3 separate regions of the Sus scrofa genome follow, and regions 1 and 2 are each linked to region 3. The links are chromatin contacts, called in public HiChIP or PLAC-seq maps. All regions are on one chromosome and are shown on one strand. Each heading gives the region's core, a stretch centred on a gene start, on an enhancer-like site or on the middle of the called end of the contact. The rest is flanking DNA. Distances are from core to core; before and after follow the strand shown.

The links. HiChIP or PLAC-seq counts read pairs in DNA pulled down with a chosen protein or histone mark.
Region 1: a contact with region 3 is called in an H3K27ac HiChIP or PLAC-seq map of alveolar macrophages. The contact joins two enhancer-like sites. A contact is called at or near these places in 1 of 47 Hi-C or Micro-C datasets (epiblast stem cells) and 1 of 2 datasets of contacts at active chromatin or transcription factors (alveolar macrophages).
Region 2: a contact with region 3 is called in an H3K27ac HiChIP or PLAC-seq map of alveolar macrophages. The contact joins the promoter of MEGF8 here to the enhancer-like site in region 3. A contact is called at or near these places in 1 of 5 promoter capture datasets (liver), 3 of 47 Hi-C or Micro-C datasets (blood, embryonic fibroblasts and mesenteric adipose tissue) and 1 of 2 datasets of contacts at active chromatin or transcription factors (alveolar macrophages).

The regions. Positions count from the first base shown.
Region 1 is chr6:49,653,628-49,656,372 of Sscrofa11.1, forward strand. All of the region lies in intron 3 of CIC (protein capicua homolog), which reads right to left. Among named protein-coding and RNA genes, the nearest start is that of CIC, 9.1 kb to the right of the region's middle. Within about 2 kb of position 1,449, at least 72 of the 83 cell types and tissues checked have an H3K27ac peak or open chromatin away from gene starts, as enhancers often do. A contact at or near this core is called in alveolar macrophages, where this site is marked.
Region 2 is chr6:49,617,695-49,620,394 of Sscrofa11.1, forward strand. MEGF8 (multiple epidermal growth factor-like domains protein 8) reads right to left here and starts at 1,426. Exons shown (of 41, transcript XM_005655875.3): 1 at 473-1,426. The coding sequence starts at 659. TMEM145 (transmembrane protein 145) reads right to left here. Exons shown (of 15, transcript XM_021094427.1): 15 at 1,846-2,614. The coding sequence ends at 2,369.
Region 3 is chr6:49,798,544-49,801,308 of Sscrofa11.1, forward strand. POU2F2 (POU-domain protein) reads left to right here. Exons shown (of 14, transcript NM_214040.1): 2 at 906-971; 3 at 1,086-1,120; 4 at 1,247-1,303. Among named protein-coding and RNA genes, the nearest start is that of POU2F2, 7.9 kb to the left of the region's middle. Within about 2 kb of position 1,483, at least 5 of the 83 cell types and tissues checked have an H3K27ac peak or open chromatin away from gene starts, as enhancers often do. A contact at or near this core is called in alveolar macrophages, where this site is marked.

The DNA of each region.
Region 1 (2,745 bases), core at 199-2,698, 140 kb before region 3:
ACAGTAGGGAAAAAGGGCCCCACACATCTGGGAGGGTTGCACATCTGGTAGAAGACAGTGCCCACATAGGAGGAGTGGAAAGAGGCCTCTTACAGGGAACCGAACAGCCAAGTGGGGGCCCAGCCTGGCAGGGAGGGGCCGGAATCTGGGCGGGAAGGGCCCCCCTGCCCTGGGCATTAGGCCAGCCCTATACTTAGCTTCCATTGTTCAGAGTGGAGGAACCCTGGGTGGGGGTGATTAAAAGTGGAGCAGAGAAGAGGGGAGCAGGTCTGTCCCCAGACTGCTCTATCTCTCCAGCCATACCCAAACCTAACTGGAGCCTCCCTAATAGGAAAAGATTGAGGGGGTTCCCCAAATTAGGACCCTAACCCCATCTGAGAGGGGGTGCACAGACATCCTTGACTCAAAGCAGGTACTAGGCAGAACTATGGTGCAGCTACCCCATTAGCAACTCCACAAAAGGTTTGGCCCTCAACAGTCCCCACAGCACCACCCCAGCCCAGCCTGGGGCTAGGGAGCCCAGATGGAGAAAACAACTGCCACCCAGGGTGGCACAGGCTGAGGCCTGCCCAGAGGCCTGGGGCCCACAGCCAGGGATGCTGACAGACTGAGGGACAGGCAGGCAGCTCTGAACTCACCGGGCCCCCGTTTACTGAGCCCGAGAGGCACCGCGCCCTGCCGCCTGTGGCTCCCCACCCTGCTCTCCAAGCCTGGGTCCCGCCTCGGCTCACCACCCGGTGTCCCCAGCTCCCCTCACCCGCTCTCCACATACACACCCACCCACCCACCCACCCCGGGCGGCGTCGGCAACGGCCAGGGTTGCCTGGGGAACGAGCCCAGGATTGGGCTGGAGCTGCACGGGAGGGATGGGGGCCTAAAAATAGCGCTGGGGTGAGTCAGTGTGAGTGGGGCTGGGGTAGGCAGGGGAACCAGAAGGGAAAGAGAGGAAGGCGAGAGGTATGGGGAGGGTCCCCAGGGATTGGGAGATGGGCGGGATAGGACCGAGGGCGGGACGTGGATTTGGGGGTAAAAAGGGGGGGGCGAGGGAGTGTTTGGGCGCTGGGGCTGGAAGGGCTGGTCCGCTCGGGCTGAGGGAGGCGCCACTGCCTGGGCGGAGGAGGGGGCGCCGCCCTGTGTTCTCCTCCCCAACCCCGCGCTCACGAGATTTTCCACTCGCCGCCTGGCCCCCAGCCAGACCCTGGCAGGCCCCACAAAGCCGCTTTGTGCTGGGAGGGCGGGTGAGTGCCCGGCCAGCCTGACACCCACGCGGGCCGCGGCGGGGCGCGGGCCAGCTGGCACCCGACCTGTCTGCCGCCCCCCCGCCGCAGCAGCCCGCAGCAGCCCCCCGCGGCCGGAGAACCCGGCCGCGCAGGGGTTAATGGCGCAGGGGTTTTTGGGGGGGAGCGAGTCTCGGCCAATCGGCGTCGGAGGACGGGACAACAGCCAATGGGAAGGACAGAAGCCCAACACCGGGGCCTCCCCCCTGGGGCGCGGGAATGGGCGCGGCCCTCAGTGTGCGGTTCTGGTTCCACAAAGCCCCCGATGCACCTTATTTCCCCGGCTGCTATGCAGGAAACAGGCTCAGAGGGGGGCAGAATTTCGCAGTCAGGAAGTGGCAGGGTCGAGATTTGAGCACAGGTCGGCCTGGGTTCACAATCATCTTTTCCACCCAAATGGGGAGACAAGGCTTCCCTGGCCCAGGCCCCCACGGGGAGCGGGAACAGGGGACGGGGTGCAGGCGGAGACGGCGGCTCGGCGGGCTAGGGTCCAGCCGCCTGCGGTGCAGCCGCTGCCGCCGGTGGTAATGGGAGCCAGACGCCGTCGTCACCGCTAATGCGCCTCCCTCCCGGCCACTAATGGAGCCATTAATGCCCGGGCGCCAGGGGCTGCAGGCCACACACACCACCACTCCGCTGCGCATGCGCGCGCCAGCAGCTCAGCAACCCGCCGCTGCCGCCGCCAGGAGGCAGCCTGCCCCCTCCAAGTCCCTGGTGCTGGGTACTCTTCCAAGAAGTCTCGAAGACTGGCTCCCGCTACCTCAAAAAACGCCTCTTTTCTCTCTTCCGCAAATGATCCTCTTCTTCCCAGCCCAGGCCTCCTTCCTTTACAGGGATCTTTGACACCCAGATCCAACCTTTTACCTCTGCTCCAAACCCTTTCTTGGCTCTCCACGGGCTGACATTCAAGCACGGGCTGGACCTGTCCTCCTAGGCACCCTTCTGCCTAACCTTGGCTACTGTCGCCTCCAGCCTCAACTAGTCACTGAGAAGTCATGCACTTTCACCCCTCCTGGCCTTTGCTCCTGTGGCTGCCTTGGCCTGGATGGCCCTTCCCTTTATCTCTCTACCCTGAAATCCACTCATTTATCCTGCTTCAGCACAAACGTCACCTCCAAAAAGAAAACCTCCCACACTGCCTCACATTAAGCCACAGAGTTGTCTCTCTCTTTTGGGCTCCCCAGACTCTGTAGCTCCCTCTGCTCATCCTTGCCTGGACCTATATCCACACCTGTCTTCCCCACCCACTTTCCCCAGGGCTGCTCAGCCTGGGCCTGGTGGAGGGATGAGGAGGGACTTCTGGTGGGACAGATGGGGTTCATTGTTTGAGACAAAATGGAAATTCTGATGGGCAGAATCTGGATATGGATTTAGGAAGTCAGGAGACCCTCAGCTCCTCTTTAGGCCTCCTTTCCCCACCCACCCAGGCATAGTTGGTGTATACTGCCTGGTCTCTGAGGTCCTACTG
Region 2 (2,700 bases), core at 176-2,675, 180 kb before region 3:
CATAATCTTAAGACTATTTATTGAGCATTTACTGTTTGTGCCAGGCACGGTAAATACCCGTTCTTTTTTAATTCCAACAGCCCTATGAGGTGAGTACTATTACTGGCCCCACTTGCAGGGAGGGAAAGCCGAACCTTAGACAAAAAAAGCTGTTTGCCCAAATTCAAAAAGCTACTAAGAAGCAGAACCCAAATTCCAATGAAGCCAGGTGGTTGGGCTCAGAGCCTGAGTTTCTAACAGTTAGTTACTCACAATACCCCTCACTGATGCTCCTGACTTGGGCATCTGGATCTGAGTGCAACTCCCCCACCAGACTTCAAGGCCTTCCAGGGCAGGGCCCAGGTTGGCTGCATTTCAGAGCAAAGGGGCTGGACCAGACCCGGGCTCTGGGAACGTGGGGAGTGGATGAACGAGTGCACAAATGAACGAATTAGCGCATGAGTGAGTGTGTGACCCACTCGGCCCCACTCACCCTCGATGAGCCACTCGCAATTGCCATTGACGCTGTAGTTGCCCGCACCATCTGTCACGAAGCCTGGAGCCTCCCGCAGCACTTGCCGCTGCCCCTTGCAGTCCCCTGCCTGGGCCCCAAGGAACAGTGGCCCCAGCGCGGCCAAAGATAGAGCCAGCGCAGCCGCCAGAGCCCGGCCCAGGGCCATCGCCTCCTCCCTCCAGCACTGACCCTTACAGACGGGATGCGTGGTGAAGACCTGGAGAGGGCCCTCCACCCGGCTTGAGGCCCTGAAAATGCGACCTCTATAGATGGTACATTGCCTTGTAGACCAGGGAGGTCCAGAAGTCGCTGTCCCCGCGAAGGGAACCGCCGCTGCTGACCGGCTCTGAATGCCGAGGGCTGGGCCCTATAGACCCATGGAAAACCCTGTCAGTGAGGTCGTAATAGACCTGGCAGACCCCTAGGGACCTTGGGAGTCCCTTATAGACACGGGCCCCCATAGACTGGCTAACCCCATAAATGGTGTCCTGCAGTTACAGTCGCGGGCCGCTGCAAGCCGAAACGGACCTTAGAGCCCGGTGGGTCCCCAGGGGGCGATGGGCTCTACAGCCTGGCAGAGGCCTACGTAAAGTGTGCAGGCCGGGCCAGGCCTGGCCCAAATGGTCCAGAAAAGACCCCTCCAGCCAGGGACGGGGCGCGAGCGGGTGCCCGGAGCCGAGCCGGTCTTCAGGGGCTCAGGCCTGGACCCCATAGACAAACTCCCTTGCTCACCCACCCGCGCCTCCCTTCGAAGCCGGATGAGTCAGGTCAGAGAGACGAGGGGACGCTCGGGCCAGAGCGGCCGCGGGAAGACCCGCTAAGAGGGCGAGGGGGCGGGGCCCGAGAGGCCGCTGTGGGAGAGAGAACGAAGAGGAGGCGAGAAGTCGCCGAGAAGCAGGTCAGAGCGGCCCTGGGAGGACTGCGGTGCCCCCAACCCCACCCCTCCACAAAGGGAGACTTCCGGAAACTTCCCCGCCCATTTGTTCCTAGACGCATGCGCAGCAATGACCTACTTGGCCGACGGAAAGTGAGACTTATACATGCGCAGTGCTGAAATCGTAACCCGAACTCTTGTCGCAGGTAGCTGAGTGAAGCATCCGCCACTGGGGGGCGCATCTACCTCTGACTCGGGAAGAAAAGGTAAAAATAAGCCAAACGTAAGAGAGAGGACTCTGCTAGTTGATGATTCATATCTTCAGTGCTCCCAGATTCTAGGGCAACAAAAGGTCATGTTATGCAAGCCCATCCTAAAATACCATTTCTCAGATGGGCACACTGAGGTCCTGAGCCTGAAACAGTTCTTGCTCAGCCCTGTCTCTGAGCACTATCAAAATGTAAAAGAGGCCATCATATAGATAAAAACAAAGAATCTTCTTTATTTTGGCAAGAAGGGGAAAAAGTCTTTCTGCCAGGGACCTGAGGGAGGGCCTCTGGGATGGAGATAGGGTGGAAAGAGTAGGGGTCCAAGGTCACAGAGATGGAGACTAGCTTCACAATATCCGTCCTGGGAGCAGTGGCTTGGGGTCGTGGAGTCCTGGAGAATCACAGGCAGGATCCCTGGATCGTTCTGGGGTCCAGCAGGGTCAGAGGTCTCGTAGGGGGCCCGGGGGCCGGAGGTCACGGAACAGCGGGAGCCCAGAATCCGGTGCCGCTCGGGGCAGGGGCTAAGGGAGGGGACGGGGAGAGCGGCTCCCGCGGGACCGTTTGGCACAAGAGTCGGGGAAGGGGTGGGAGGATATTACGCACATGGGCGCGTTGGGTGGGGAGGTTTGGGATGGCCTGGATGGCAGAGCCCTGGGGCCGGGATAGAGTGGGGATCTGGAGCCCGGCCTGGGCCCGGCGCGCGGCCCATTGGGCAGGGGAGGGCAGGGGTGCTCAGACCGGGGGTGCATTGCCCCCGGCCGTGTGCATGCTGAAGTATTCGGTGAAGCCAGTGTGCGGCGCCGCTGTCTGAGGCACGAGCGGCTGGTAGGGCGGCGTCGGGCCATCCCAGATCGGGTCGACCGCCTTGGGGAACCGAGAGGGAGGGGGCGGGGAGGCCGCGCCCGGCTCGGCCATTGTCACCACGCGGCCCCTCGGGGCCGCCGCCGCCACCGCTGTCTCCTCCACCTGCTTCCCGGCCTGGGAGGGGGGTCAGGGTCAGAGGCCGTCCAGGACCCACGGGGGGCAGATGCGGCCCCGAAGGCCCGCCCCCCTCCCTCTGGATG
Region 3 (2,765 bases), core at 233-2,732:
CACGGGTAACACTTTTCCATGACCAGCATCAGAGTGCTGTGTAGAGGGGGCTTTGTCTCCATGGCTCTGTGTCCCCTGCCTGTGTCCTTCCACCTATCCTGGGCCACCTCCTCTCATTTCCTGGGCCTGTGGAACTATAGGATGGTATTGCATTTGGAGGGGCGGGGGCTCTAGGTTGGACTTGGGTGTGCAGTTGCGATTCAAGGCTCCAGTCTCAGGCGAGGTCTAGGATTAGGTTCGAGAACAAGGTCAGGGGCAGAGTCGGAGTCACAGAGCTCAGAGTGGGGCCTCCCGTGTGCCGAGTCCCTGAAGGGAGCCAGCGGGAATGGGGTGTGGACAGGAAAGTGGTGGGCTGGGAAGGGGGCCAGAGGGTGGCTGAATCACACCCCAAGATCTGAGGACCTGCTCCTTTGGGGATCTGCAGTCCCCTCACACCACCTAGGCCCTGCTCAGAGTGGAAAACATGCCTCACCGAAACCCGGTGGGGCAGGACGGGTGCCTGGGCGGCAGCCGGAGGGAGAGGAGGCCCGGGGCTGACTCGCTCCCTTGGAACATCACCAACCTCCCCCTGGGCAGCCAAAGCCTTATGGGGCCAACGGGCACCCTCGGCCTCCCACTGTGCACCAGGGTCTCACGGGGCTGGGGGATGACACTCCCCCCAGCCACCTTCTTGAGGGGTGAGGAGGCCTGGGCAGGATCCCCAAGGCCTGAAGGCCCCCCTCTTGCCCCAGCAGAGGAGGGCAGAGGCCTAAAGCAAAGGACGTGGCTCCCTGACAGAGCCACTTGCAAGGTGGCAGGGGGTCTGGGGTATGCAGGGAGAGGCTGGGGCACTGCTGGTGGAGGTGCCCCAGAACCCTCCTGGCTTCTGAACCCTCACCCCATTTGCATCCCTTCTCTTTCCCCAGAAATAAGAATGTCTAAGCCCCTGGAGGCCGAGAAGCAAGGTCTGGACTCCCCATCAGAGCACACAGGTGAGTGGGGAAGGGAGCAGGGAGGGAGGAGGATCACTAGGGGTGGCAGGCAGGGGTGCTGTGGGGGCCTTCGGGTATGGCCGGTGACAACTCACCCTTTCCCTGTCCTTGCAGACACCGAAAGAAATGGACCAGACACTAACCATCAGGTCAGGAGGGGTGGGGAGGGTGAGGTGGAGGTGGCGGTAGAGGGGAGCTCTGTGGGGGAGGGGGAGGGTATCAGAAGCTGCTTCAGCTCACTGTTCCCATCACCTACTCCACCTTGCTCTTTGCAGAACCCCCAGAATAAGACCTCCCCGTTCTCCGTGTCCCCAACTGGCCCCAGCACCAAGGTAAGCACCTGTCAGAGCAGCCAGGGGCAGAGGGGAGGGCTGTCCTGTGATGGGTCGGGTTTGGCGTTTGGGAGAAGGTCCCAATGCCAGCAGTGGGCCCAGGGCCTCATACCTTGGTGAAGGGACTCCTCCGCCCCTTCTCACCCTCGGGCTCCCGCCCCAGGCCTGTGACTCACCCGGCTCCTTCCCCTTCCCTGGGGGGTGGGGGTGGCCAGGGAAATCCCCCCCAGAGCCCCAGGGCGATGAACAACAGGAAGCCGAGGGCCCCGCCCCCATCCCAACTTCCCTGACCGAACGGGGCCTGCCCTACCCCCACCCCCCACCGCACACTCGGGCCAGCCCGGGAGTAGGGGGTGGAGACCCAGTGAGGATGGCGGCGAGGATGCTGCAGGAGAGCATGATGGGGGCGCTGGAAGTGGCCAGAGAGAGCAAATCCCAAATCCACATGGGGCCCTCTTGCTGGGCGCTGCTGGGCTTCCTGGAGTGTCTGGGGCCCACATCTCCACCTTCCAGTCTGGTGGCAGCTGGCAGGTCCAGAGGCCAAAGACAGCACTGAGGGCACAGGCCAGACTCCTGACCCTGACCAGAGGTGGCAGGAGGACAGGCTGGGGGCGCTGGGAACTGCTCTGTGACCATGGGAAAAGCACTGCTCCACTCTGGGCTTCTCAGTTTCCTCTTCTCTAATGAGGGTGGGGACAAGCAGATTGGAGGACCTCTGAGGTCCCTTCCACCCTCGCGTGCCCTGATTGCCGCTTGGTGGGCAGGGGTCCTGTCTTAAGCTTGTTAGACGGGACCTGGGGGGAAGGGCTCCAACTCTGACCAACTTCGCTCTAGTCTCAGTCCAGGCTCTGGCCGTGGCCCCTGGAGTGGACAATGTCCATCACCGTCCCCCCTTCACCCGCTGCCCCCCATCCTTAGCTGAATCTTTGCAGCCTCTCCCTGCCCCGCAGCAGCCCTGCTTCTCCACTAGGAGACCATCGGGGCCCAAGGAAGAAAGGGTTCTCGCCCCGCTTCGCCAGCCTGGGCCTGCTTCCTGGGCAAGCCCGTGGCAGGGAGGGTAGTGGTGGCCTCTGGCTCCGGGTCTCCGTCCACGCTGCGTCCTGCTCTCCACCCTGGAACTTCACCCCCCATCTCTCTGCATCTCTCTGCATCAGTCTTTCCCTAGCTGCAGTGATTCATGTGCTCCCATCTTGATTTCAGGCAAACGCACACACCACCGTGTACTATCTATTATTTACATCCTAATTTTGTTAAACGGGCTCAATTTTTAAAAACATTGTATTGTGGAAAATGTGAAGCAGATACAAAAGTTGAAAGACCATAGTGAAAACGAACCTCCAGGTATCTGTCAATCAGCCTCAACAATTATCAGCTCATGAGCTGGCTTGCTTTTTCAACAGCTGAAATAAAACATTTTTTAAATGGAAATTTCATGAATGGAAAACCAGAATCACTTGCCATG